Linked DNA regions of Sus scrofa: regions 1, 2 and 3 are each linked to region 4. A link is a contact called in public Hi-C and promoter capture Hi-C data. All regions are on one chromosome and are shown on one strand. Each heading gives the region's core, a stretch centred on a gene start, on an enhancer-like site or on the middle of the called end of the contact. The rest is flanking DNA. Distances are from core to core; before and after follow the strand shown. Region 1 has its middle 31 kb from the start of EHF. Region 2 holds the start of EHF (ETS homologous factor). Region 3 overlaps ELF5 (E74 like ETS transcription factor 5). Region 4 holds the start of SLC1A2 (excitatory amino acid transporter 2).

Region 1 (2,700 bases), core at 85-2,584, 770 kb before region 4:
TGACTATTGTAAATAGTGCTGCTGTGAATATTGGGGTGTAGGTCTTTTTTGGATGAGAGTTTTTGTGTGTTCCAGATATATGCCAGAGAGTGGGATTGCTAGATCATAGGGTAGCTCTATTTTTAGTTTAGTAAGGGACCTCCATACTATTCTCCATAGTGGCTGCATCAATATACATTCCCACCAACATTGTAGGAGGGTTCCCTTTCCTCCACACCCTCTCCAGAATTTATTATTTGTAGACTTTTTGATGGTGGCCATTCTGACTGGTATGAGGTGAAACCTCATTGTAGTTTTGATTTGCATTTCTCTAACAATTAGTGATGTTGAGCATCTTTTCATCTGTATGCTTTCTTTGGAGAAATGTCTATTTAGGTCTTCTGCCCAATTTTTTGATTGGGTTGTTTGTTTTTTGATACTGAGCTATATGAGCTATTTGTATATTTTGGAAATTAGTCCCTTGTTTGTTTCATTGTTTGCAAATATCTTCTCCCATTCTATAGGTTGTATTTTCATTTTGCTTATGGTTTCCTTTGCTGTACAAGAGCTTCTAAGTTGGATTAAGTCCCATTTGTTTTTGTTTTTTTTTTTTGCTTTTATTTCTTTTGTCTTGGGAGACCGACCCAAGAGAACACTGCTATAATTTATGTCAGAGGATTTTGCCTGTATTCTCTTCTAGGAGTTTTATGGTGTCATGTCTTACACTTATGTCTTTAAGCTGTTAAGAGTTTATTTTTGTGTATGGTATGAGGGAGTGTCCTAACTTCGTTGATTTACATGCAGCTATCCAGCTTTTCCCAACATCACTTGCTTAGAGATTGTCTTTTCTCCATTGTATATTCTTGCCCCCTTTGTTGAAGAAGAATTGACCATAGGTGTGTGATCTGTCTTTTCTTTATACCAGTTACTGGTTGCAACTCCTCTAGTCTTCCCATTCTACCTCCGTAGAGTTGATAAAAAGCAAGAGGAAACATGCAGGATGGAAATAATCCTGACTTTGCTAGCCTCAGTTATTAAGTCATTTTGGGCGACAGTATGGGATGACTGAGTATCCGTTGTGCGGGGTAGGTAGTAGAGAAGGAAGAAAGCGGCATTATTCACACAAAGGGTCAGTCGTTCTGGGTTCTAGTCTTGACATTCACAAACCATCTCTATACAACATTTCCATTATTTAGTAAAGAAATCGGATCCAAGCTCTAAGGACCCTTCTAGCTCTTTCTCTTTGGGATTCTGTGACCTTACCTGTTGGGAGACTAGAAGTCCGTCACTCTCTGTCTAGTTAGCTTAGTATCATTCCACCAGGTGGCGATGTTTCATTAACCCCAAAGCACGTTGTCACGCTGGGAAAAAGCCAAGTTCTGCTGCTAGCTTTCTGTCCCCTGAATGTGAAGAAGAAGAAGGACTCTCCAAAGCTGTGGAGGAAAGAAGGAAATGTCCTCCTGAATAGGTTGGGCAGGTAACGCTGGAAACCAATAAAGCCCCATTTCTCCTCTCTGCAAGTTCTCGGAACTGCGGGTTAGAATTTTGCCTTCTGTGGTTGCGTATGGTGGGCACTCGGGGATGTTGGAACTGGTGGATCTTAGGGAGGCTTAGGGATAGTGGAGATATGCCCAGGCAGTGGGCTTGTGTGAGCCCTGCAAAAACTCCACCCAGAGAAGGGCACCAGATGCCAGGTATTCCTGGGCCAGGCAGGATTAGAAGTTGCTAGATGCATACACGAGTAGCTAGGATGACCCTTGCAGAATCAGGCTGCTTTATGAAGGTCAAAGATGAAAGACAGCAGCTTGTATTCCAGACTTCTCTTCATGCAGAGAGGGAAACTGAGGCCCAGTTCTTCTGATTCTACCTGCTTGCCAAATCGCTTTTTCCTTAAACATTTCAAATTGACTTTTTAATTTTCTTTTTTGGCCACCCTGTGGCATGTGGAGTTCCCGGGCCAGGGATCAGATCTGAGCTACAGTTATGACCTATGCTGCAGATGTGGCAACTCCAGATCCTTTAACCACTGTGCTGGCTGGGGATCAAACCCGCAGTCCTGGTGCTGCAGAGACACTGCCTATTGTGCCACAGTGGGAGCTCCTTAAATAGAAACATCTCTTCTCATGTGTTTAGCTGATTGTTCAAATACATCAAACAGCAGACCTATCTAGGAGGAGAGACAAGTCATTTCGGGTAACTTTTTATGAACCTGTTAAACAAATCTTAGTTGGGTTTTGTTTGGTGGTTTTTATCCATTTGATAATATAATAATGAGCATGCAGAAGTTCCTGGGCCACGGATTGAACCCTAACCATAGCAGTGACCCAAGCCACAGCAATGACAATGCCAAATTCTTTATTTTATTTTATTTTTTTCTGTCTTTTGTCTTTTTAGGGCTGCACCTATGGCATATGGAGGTTCCCAGGCTAGGGGTCTAATCCGAGTTGTAGCCTCCAGCCTACAGCACAGCCACAGCAAAGAGGGATCTGAGCCGTGTCTGTGACCTACACCACAGCTCATGGCAGCATCAGATCCTTTACCCACTGAGGATCTAACCAGGATCAAGGCCAGGGATCTAACCCAAAACCTCATGGTTCCTAGTCAGATTCGTTTCCTCTACGTCACAGTAGGAACTCCAGACAATGCCAAATTCTTAATCCACTAGGCCATCAGGGAACTCTCAGGAACATTTATTTGTTCATTGTTTTCTATAGATCAGGC
Region 2 (2,826 bases), core at 220-2,719, 740 kb before region 4:
ATGTTGACTGTGGAATGGTTCCAAGCACAAGCAAACCATTCTGGGAGACTTAAATTCTAATGAAGTGACTGGGGAAGACGGAATGGAGAAAATGGATTGGGTTCCACTGGGCAAAGGTGGGGAAAGGATGGTTCACGTGGTGGGACAGAAGGAGGCAAGGAACACATGGCACGTGTGCAGAAGCCATGCGGGTGGGTCCACCGCATATGGGATGTACCCCAGAGGTACGGTTGGAGACCGTGGGACTTAGGACATAGGTGGAGACCAAGTGGTGGGGGGACCGGTAACAGTGTGCCCTCAGGAAGTTGGAACTATAGGTCTTTAAGCCATTATTTTCCAAACTTCAATCACTAATATTTTATTATCACTTTTTTTTTTTTTGCCATGTCTATGTACCCATTTATATTATTGGCTCAATCATTTTCATTTTGGCTTAGTTTGACTCTCTTTTTTACTTGTTTTCCCATCAAAAACATATAACCATTAAAATAGAAATTATTGCTTGTGTTCAAAATCATCTCGCCAACCACCCTTGGTAGCTGTGTCCTCTGAGGAACGTAGCTCCACAGACGGGGAAACTGGCAAAGATTTCTGAATAAGGGCATGATCTGGTTGCTTTTCGAGAAGGTGGCCAACATGAAGAATGGAAATGTGGGTATAAAATTCTGGTCCCGTTGTGCTTAAAATGGTAAGAAATGTTACCAAGTGAGTTTTGGGGACATCTCACAGTTTCTCTACGGACTTCAGGATGAAAGATACCGAAACTCCTCTCTCTCTGCCCATTTCCTTCTTGGTCTCACTTCACCTTCTTTCCCGGCAACTCTCCCTACCGCCCCATGTGCCCTGCCAACAGGTCTGAGGTGTGGAGGTGGGTTGCAGTCAGAGCAATGAGTGGTCCACTCGGAGTCAGGCAGTGCAGTGACCCATGGTGGGTCTGGATGACGGGCAATTGTGTCCATGTTGGCACAGTGCTGAGGCTTCCTAGGCTCGTCTTACCTGGTGGTTCAAAGAATGTCACCCCCAGCCAAGGCTGAAGTTCACAGAGCATTGACCCATCCCCTAACAAGCCTATTTTCCCCAGCTGGGCATTCAGCGTCCAAGTTAAGGTGACCTGCCAAGCTGGAAAGAAAAGGAATTAGCAAAACCCAGGAATTTGCCGAGGGCGCCCCTCCTCCACCACAACCACACACAATTGTGAGAGCTAAGGTTTGACTCCCTGAGATTTTCTGCTCTAGTGGTTCTGGCAGTCCCTGGAGACGCACAAACTGGTGAATCTGAGGGCTCTAACCCTTGGGCAGACTTTGAGGGGTTTTGGTGTGGATGGAAAAAGTCCTTCATCACTTCGGTGTTGACGGAGAAGGTCCCTGGCAAGCAGACCATGCCCTTCTGGCACGTTCACCTTGTCAGGGGTGGCTCTGGCCCGCGCCCTCCGAGTCGCGTCCTTTGCAGCCGAACAGAGCTCAGCGGCCGCCATCTTTTCCACTGTGAGGAAGTGAGTAGCCCGGGGCTGGTCCCTTTCGCTCGGGGTCGTCCTCCCGAGAGAAGTGTTCAGATGAACTGACTGTGCATATTTTTGGTTCAGTTTACAGAGGAGTTCCTTATTTCGGTTTCACTGTACACCCACCTACACAATATCTTTTGGTTCTCAGAATTTCAGAGCTATTAACCTCCAACCTGAAATTAGGATTCTCATAAAACTTTCCTGGGGCACTGTCATAAAAGAAACGAGGTCTCAAAATAAGTATTTGGCATACGGTTCTCGTCCAGGAAGACAGATTGACTAATTTCAAACCCCCGTATGTGATGGCTATGGATGGGGAGGGGGGAGGGGAAGGGGAGAAAAATCATAGACATGCCATAATACACATTGCGAGATTTCATCTGGATTTCCCCTCAATATGGAATTATTCAGAAATAATTCCAAGGGTTTCTATCTTGGCATTCACCAATGTGCAGGTGCATATGTTTTGAATGGACTGAATGAGTCATTTATTTATGCAAATGAGGTTTTTGCATCGTCCCAATGGATGTGCTTGTCAGCCCTTGGATATCATTTCCAGAAGGTTTCTAGATGCATTCTTTGCAGAGGCTCGAGCAGGTCCAGAATTCCTAATTTCTGTCTGGAAGGCATATAGGAGCAGAATCTGGCTGGTTAGCATTTTACGTTTTCTTGAGACACCCAATTGCTCATAAAGAATGGGGATTGAGAAACTGACAGCAACCCCCACCCCCAGCTAGTGTCCACGACTGCCCTCAACCTTCATATTTAATGCCCTCGTCATCCCTCCAACTCTTCACTCTACGCTTCTGCCATTTCTCGATCTAGATGCCTAAGGGCGTCTCACTGTGGTGCTTAGCCTGCCTAGCCGCTGATGGGGGGTGGAGTGACCTTTGTGTCAGAAGAGACTCATGACTTCCCAGACAAGACCAGGTCACAACTTTTTCCAATGGGCTTCCCCTCTAGTCTTATTCTGAGCATTTTGACTTTTTAAATATTTGGTATGGAAGGGCAGGGGCTGAAAACTGTCCCATAAGATCCAGACTTGTTTGCCTGTTTCCTACTTTTTTTTCATTTCAACTTTATAATCTCAGTCTTCCAAGAAATATTCACATTTTCAATTGCTTTCCAGAACTGAGCTTCATTTTCCCTGTTCCTGTAAGATATTATAATGCAAATTTCAGCACATTGTTAAGCTTCTCTTTAAAATTTTTTTTATTTTATGACTTTCATTTTTTCCATTATAGTTGATTTACAGTGTTCTGTCAATTTCTACTGTACAGCAAAACAACCCAGTCATACGTATATATGTATACACATTCATATTT
Region 3 (2,700 bases), core at 43-2,542, 860 kb before region 4:
TTGGAGACATAATCTTTTCAAAATGGCATATGCTTGTGAAATATACGCAGCTCCCCCCATCCTCCAGCCTGGATAAGAGTTTCCACTCTCCATTATTCTTTATTTTTAAAGAGCTGCCGGGAAGGCCAGGGTGAGCTCATGACATTCTAGAGCATTTTGCAATCTGTGACTGTCCACTCGCCAGCCGGCAGAGCAGCCACACAGAAGGGCTACTTCAAAGAGCAGGTGGGATCCTGCACGTCAGACACAGGTTCAGGCGGCCTCTGCTAGAGCCCTTTGAGAGACAGTAAACCATATGGTTCTCTTAACTAGGTTACCTATTGCTTCCTGCCCTCTCGTGACATCATTTATCTAGTGGGCACATCATGTCTTTCCCCCTTTCTTTCCCTTTGGTCGCCAAGTGTCTAAGCTGCCAATAATACTGACTTGAAAGGTTGGGATGGGAGGCAGCCCATGTTGCCGTCATTCAATGTGAAAAGTGAAGCGACAAGAGAGAAAGCTGTTTTTTCCATCTGTGCCAGTCAGGAGGTGTCCTGGCTGCCGAGACCACCTAGCAAGCGCCAGATGCTTTACTGAACACTTTGTATGTGGAATCTAGCCAGTCCTTCCAATGCCAGGCGGCAGAAACTCTTTCAGCTGAGGAAGTGTATCTCGGAGATGTTAGGAAAAGCTTGCCCAAAGTCACAGGGCGGGTCAGTGCCGGCACCAGCCTTTGAACCCAAACCCAAACAGGAAGCTGCCATTGGAACAACCCTGAATTCAAGCTAGAATGTCCCATGAGGTGGTCAAGGACCTTAGGGAGAGGGCCACCAGGCTTGGAAAGTTTGCAGAGCAGTGTCTGGAGGTGAACCTGGCTTTCAGCGAACTTTCGTGCAGATACTCAGACCCACGTGTGGCCTCTCTGGGTGAGAAAAAGACAGAAGACGCTGCAGGGCCATTCCTTTCACCAGTGGGACTCAGGGAGCCCAGGCCGTCCCTGGAGACTAATCTTTCACCCCCAAAATGTGATGTTTAGGGGCTCAGAGACACTCCTGAAATCCAGGGGGCCAGATGGCAAGCCCAAAGCCGGGCTCCTCCCTCGGGGAATGTTAGGATGCAGGGCCACTCTCAGAGGATATTTTAATTTTCACATGATGGTGGGAATTTCTAGTCTCCCAGGGGTGGTGGGGGATGAAGGCTCCCTCTGTGATGCGGGGATCAGAGAAGGTTCTGGAAGGGAACCTAGCAAGGACCTGGCTCAACTCCTCATTACACTGGTGGAAATGCAGAGGCCTCAGACAGGAGAAAGCTGGCTCTGGGCTTTGTCAACATAACCGTTGAGCGTAGTTCAGTACATTCCTATTGTTGTGCAGCCATCACCACTCTCCATCTGCACAACGTCTTCATCCCAAACTGAAACTCATCCTTCATTTTTATACACTTCGTGCGCTTGCCGTGTTCCCGTTTCACGCGTATTAACTCATTTCACGCTCACAGCACTGCGAGATGGGCCCTACCACCGTCTCCACTTTACAGACGAGAAAACCAAGGCGGGAGAGGTCAAGATGGTGTAGACATGGAAATAGCAGAGTTGGACTTCACATTTAGGATTCCTAGCTCAAAGTCGGAGTGCCTGACAACGACAGAGGTTTCCGGAACTTTGCACGGGGTAGGCCGCTGGGGCCATCCCCTTCCCTCCCACTCTGCTGCCACCCAGCAGACTAGGCAGGAAGAGGGGGCTCCCAGGACGGCAGGAGTGGGTAGGGAGGATGGCCAGGAGCTGGGGCTCCACCATCGTGGGCCACGTGGGGCAGGGGCAGGGACTGGAAAGCCTTCATTTTCCTCCTTCGAATTTAGCCTCTTAAGTAAATATTGAGGTTGGGGGGGTGGATTGAAGAGCTTTCTCATTATCTTCCTGGGAAGCAAGGTGCTCCTGAGGCCTGGCAGAGATTTGTAATGTGCAGCTGGGTGACTCAGGTCCACGCCCAATTATCAGGACCTTTCGGTGAGATTGAGCGATGTCACGTGTCACATGTCGCGTGTGGGGCTGGGGGAGGGGGTGGCCCTGGATTCAGAAGTATGTGCCTCAGCTCTGTCTGTGCAGTGCTGGTGGCCGGCCTGAAGGCATGGCTCCCTGTGGTGGACGGTTCAGTGTCCTCAGAGTCTCGGCCTCTCCTGGAGGCCACCTGCCTCTTGACCCTCAGCTTAGGCTCCCCCGCAGCTAGAGCACACAGGTCAAGGCTGAGCGGCAAGGGCTGATACCTTGATCCCGGCTTACGTCACGTCCCTTTGGGGTGTGCACCTGCTGTGCTAGCCATCAGCCAGGCTTGCTGTCATGTGCAGTCACCCAGGTACCTGGGGACAGAGGCTCTCAGAGGGTTTCTGGGCCAAAGCTCAGCAGGCCTCCATTTGGCATGGGATTTGCTCAAGGCCCCGTGCTTCCTTCTTAGGCAGAGAAAACTGAGTTGGGAGAAGGGAAAGTTCAGTGGAGGTAGCCTGGGGGACAACGTGGGGACCTCTGTTTTACTGAGCACTTGCTTGGTGCCAGGCTATATATTTCACAGTGTGGATCCCTTAATCCTCAGAGTTACTCTTTTTTTTGTTTGTTTTTTTGTTTTTTTTTTCTTTTTAGGGCCGCACTCACGACATATGGAAGTTCCCAGGCTAGGGGTCAAATCAGAGCTGCAGCTGGTGGCCTATGCCACAGCCACAGCAACGTCC
Region 4 (2,729 bases), core at 24-2,523:
GTGGGAGGGCGGCGAGTGCGGTAGGTGTGCAAGGGAACGTGTGTGTGCGTGCGTGCGTGCGCGCGTGTGCGGTGGGTGTGAACGCCGGGGGAGGCGGTGGAGGTCGCTGCGCCCTGGCTCAGCGCCGGCCGGGGAGGGGTTGCAAGGTTTAGCCCCGCTGGAGCTGGGGATTTGCGGGCGATCCCTCTCTATTTTAGTAGAGAGCTGACATCACCAGCGCCTCTGCTTCGGGAGACTCCTTTAACTGCCGCCCCCTCGCCCCCCAGCTCCAGCCGCGGTCCCTCCTCCGCCATCCCGCCCCCGCCCCCGCCCAGCCTCTCGCCATAAACTAGCCAAATAAGAAGCCCCGCTGGTCTCCTGGGAAGGCCTGGGCCGCCGGTGGCAGGAGCCCAGGATCTAAGGAGTCGCTATTGTTTCCTCTCAAGCCCGCGTGGCCCGGGGTCACCCGGCTGTGGGTAAAACGCAAGCCAAGGCGTGAAGACCTGGGATGCCCCTCCGTCCCCGCCTCCCTCGAGCAGCCCCCAGCGCTACGCCTCACTCCTTGGCACACTTGCTCAGACTCACATTACTCCCAAGCTCATCCTCACAGGCTGCACACCCGCCCCAACTTCCCACGTCCTGGGTACCAGGCCCCGCGGAACCCGAGCGGCCGAAGCTTTTGAGTAGCGCGGCCACAACACAGCCCAGCCGGGCGCCCTCCCCCACCGCGGCCCGAATAAATCTCTGGCCTTCAATTATGCATGGGGATTAATATTAATGCAGTTCCCTAGGGGCCGCTGGCGGGGTGCTGGGGAGGCCGCAGTTTTTTTTTTTTTAAGCCGAGGGAGGTCGGCCTCGGGGGCGCTGGCGGAGAAGGCGCGGAGCGATGGCGAGGCAAGCGGAGAGGAAGGGTTTCCACCCACTCGGCTCCGTTTGCCGTCGGCTTCTGTGCCCCGGGGGCGGCGCGCGGAGACAGATGGGCTCGGTCAAGGGAGGATTGGAGCTTCCCCGCCGGCTTTGCATAATAATGACGAAATCCGTGCAGGTTTTATTATCTCTGGGACAAGGCGGACACCTCCAGCTCCACCACTTCCCCACGCTGCGACCTACGGGGAGAGAAAGACTCACTTTCCTCGTCTGGAAAATGGGGCCAAATTAACCCCCTTTGCTGGGCCGAAGTGAAAATTAAAAGGGCTCTCTCTTGAGAGAAAGAGATCTGCAAAGTGTCAGCGCGCCGATGTCAGTGCGGCAAGCCAGTCCCTTAGAACCTGCGGGGCTCCTCTGGGCAGGGTCTGAGATACGGGTATCGTCCTCCGTCGCCGCCTCCCTAGTCTTATTCCCAGAAAGAGGCGCTTTCCAGCTCTGAGGCTTTTTCGAAGACCGAATGCAGCAGCGGGCCACGTAGAAGCTCGCGGAGTTTATCCTGGGGACTGTGCCAGGGAAGCCCGAGTCCCAGCAGGGCGCGCGCGGCTTCGTGGTGAAGTGCCGACTGCTGCTATCCGAAAGCCTTAGTTCTTCACCTTCCCCTGGAGTAATCCGGGAGGAAATTCCTCAATTTCTTTTCATCCCATCTGCAAAATGGGAGTACCGTTCCCAACCTCTCAGTGCTGAAAAAAAGAAATGAAATGTAAAAGGTACGCAAATCTCTTCCACTAGAGGCTGGCACCCGGTAAATGGCTATGTTTGGGAACCTTGACATCCCATCCAATGCTTTCGAAACATTTGCATTCAGCTGCCCTTAAAGAGGCGGCCTGTTAAATTATGTGGAATATGCCACAGATAATTCTGGATAATAATCATTAGCTAGAAGGAACCGATTTCTTTTTCCTCGCTCCAGAGGGTCTTCATTTTTCAAGCAAATTGGAGCAGTGCTTTTCAGTACTAACTGCACATTAAAATATAATGAGAAAGTTTCTTTCAAAACAATAATGCCCAGGCCACCTTCCCAGATCTGGGTTCCGTCCGTCTGGAGCAGGGCTCTGACTCAGGGTTTGTATTTTTTGTTTGTTTGTTTTTCACTTCCCCATGTGATTTTTATCCTGCTGTGCAGCCAGCATCAGGAAGCACAGGAGGAGAAATGGTTCAGAAACACAGCCTCCAAGAGTAGTTGAAGCAAACTGGTGTGTTTAGCCTTTGGAAAGACAAAAGGAAGATACAGCTGGGATTCAGTCTCTAGCCTGGGAAATTCCATATGCCATGGGTGCAGCCATAAAAAAAAATACAGTAAAAAATAAATAAAAATTAAATAATGCCACCTCATGGTTGCTGTGAAGTTAAATAAGATAGCTAATGTGTAGGAAGGGCTTAGTTCTGAGCCTCGCACATCTTGGGTGCTCAATAAAGGGTCATCCTAGACATGTGGGAGCAGCACCATCCACCCCATTTAATTTCCCACTGAGCCCACATGAAAATCTAGCCTCCCCTAAAGCTGCCTAGAGGATGACCCCCTTAATTCTTCTCCGTCTTCACCACAAACTACAAATCTCCCAGCCCACATTAAGTCAATAAAGCTCTGGTATGAGGACAGAATGAAGTCAACCCCACAAGTCAGCAGGAACATTTTGGAATTTCCTAGTATCTCTCAGTGTCCTCCAGGGATTCTGTGATTATGGCTAAAGCAGAAGGAATGGGATGCTCTGACATTTGCATATAGATTTACCTTTCTTAAGTCTCACTCACAGGATCTCAAACTTAGGATGAATAAAAACTACTCTGCAGGACTAAATGCAAAGAAATAAACTGTATCATAC

The links. Promoter capture Hi-C pulls out the DNA fragments that hold promoters and counts their contacts. A called contact is a pair of places that touch in the nucleus more often than the background predicts.
Region 1: a contact with region 4 is called in a Hi-C map of alveolar macrophages, with 3 times the contacts expected there. The contact joins the enhancer-like site here to the promoter of SLC1A2 in region 4. A contact is called at or near these places in 2 of 5 promoter capture datasets (fetal liver and liver), 9 of 47 Hi-C or Micro-C datasets (alveolar macrophages, embryonic fibroblasts, heart right ventricle and 5 more) and 1 of 2 datasets of contacts at active chromatin or transcription factors (alveolar macrophages).
Region 2: a contact with region 4 is called in a promoter capture Hi-C map of liver, with 6 times the contacts expected there. The contact joins the promoter of EHF here to the promoter of SLC1A2 in region 4. A contact is called at or near these places in 2 of 5 promoter capture datasets (fetal liver and liver) and 1 of 2 datasets of contacts at active chromatin or transcription factors (alveolar macrophages).
Region 3: a contact with region 4 is called in a promoter capture Hi-C map of liver, with 7 times the contacts expected there. The contact joins the enhancer-like site here to the promoter of SLC1A2 in region 4. A contact is called at or near these places in 2 of 5 promoter capture datasets (fetal skeletal muscle and liver), 6 of 47 Hi-C or Micro-C datasets (embryonic fibroblasts, mesenteric adipose tissue, omental adipose tissue and 2 more) and 1 of 2 datasets of contacts at active chromatin or transcription factors (alveolar macrophages).

Annotation. Positions count from the first base shown.
Region 1 is chr2:26,370,020-26,372,719 of Sscrofa11.1, reverse strand. No RefSeq gene overlaps it. Among named protein-coding and RNA genes, the nearest start is that of EHF, 31 kb to the right of the region's middle. Within about 2 kb of position 1,334, at least 5 of the 83 cell types and tissues checked have an H3K27ac peak or open chromatin away from gene starts, as enhancers often do. A contact at or near this core is called in alveolar macrophages, where this site is marked.
Region 2 is chr2:26,338,865-26,341,690 of Sscrofa11.1, reverse strand. It overlaps EHF (ETS homologous factor), which reads left to right and starts at 1,469. Exons shown (of 10, transcript XM_013994435.2): 1 at 1,469-1,492.
Region 3 is chr2:26,465,548-26,468,247 of Sscrofa11.1, reverse strand. All of the region lies in intron 2 of ELF5 (E74 like ETS transcription factor 5), which reads right to left. All of the region lies in intron 1 of LOC106509379 (a long non-coding RNA gene), which reads left to right. Among named protein-coding and RNA genes, the nearest start is that of ELF5, 9.8 kb to the right of the region's middle. Within about 2 kb of position 1,292, at least 3 of the 83 cell types and tissues checked have an H3K27ac peak or open chromatin away from gene starts, as enhancers often do. A contact at or near this core is called in liver, where this site is marked.
Region 4 is chr2:25,602,436-25,605,164 of Sscrofa11.1, reverse strand. It overlaps SLC1A2 (excitatory amino acid transporter 2), which reads right to left and starts at 1,273. Exons shown (of 11, transcript XM_003480708.4): 1 at 1-1,273.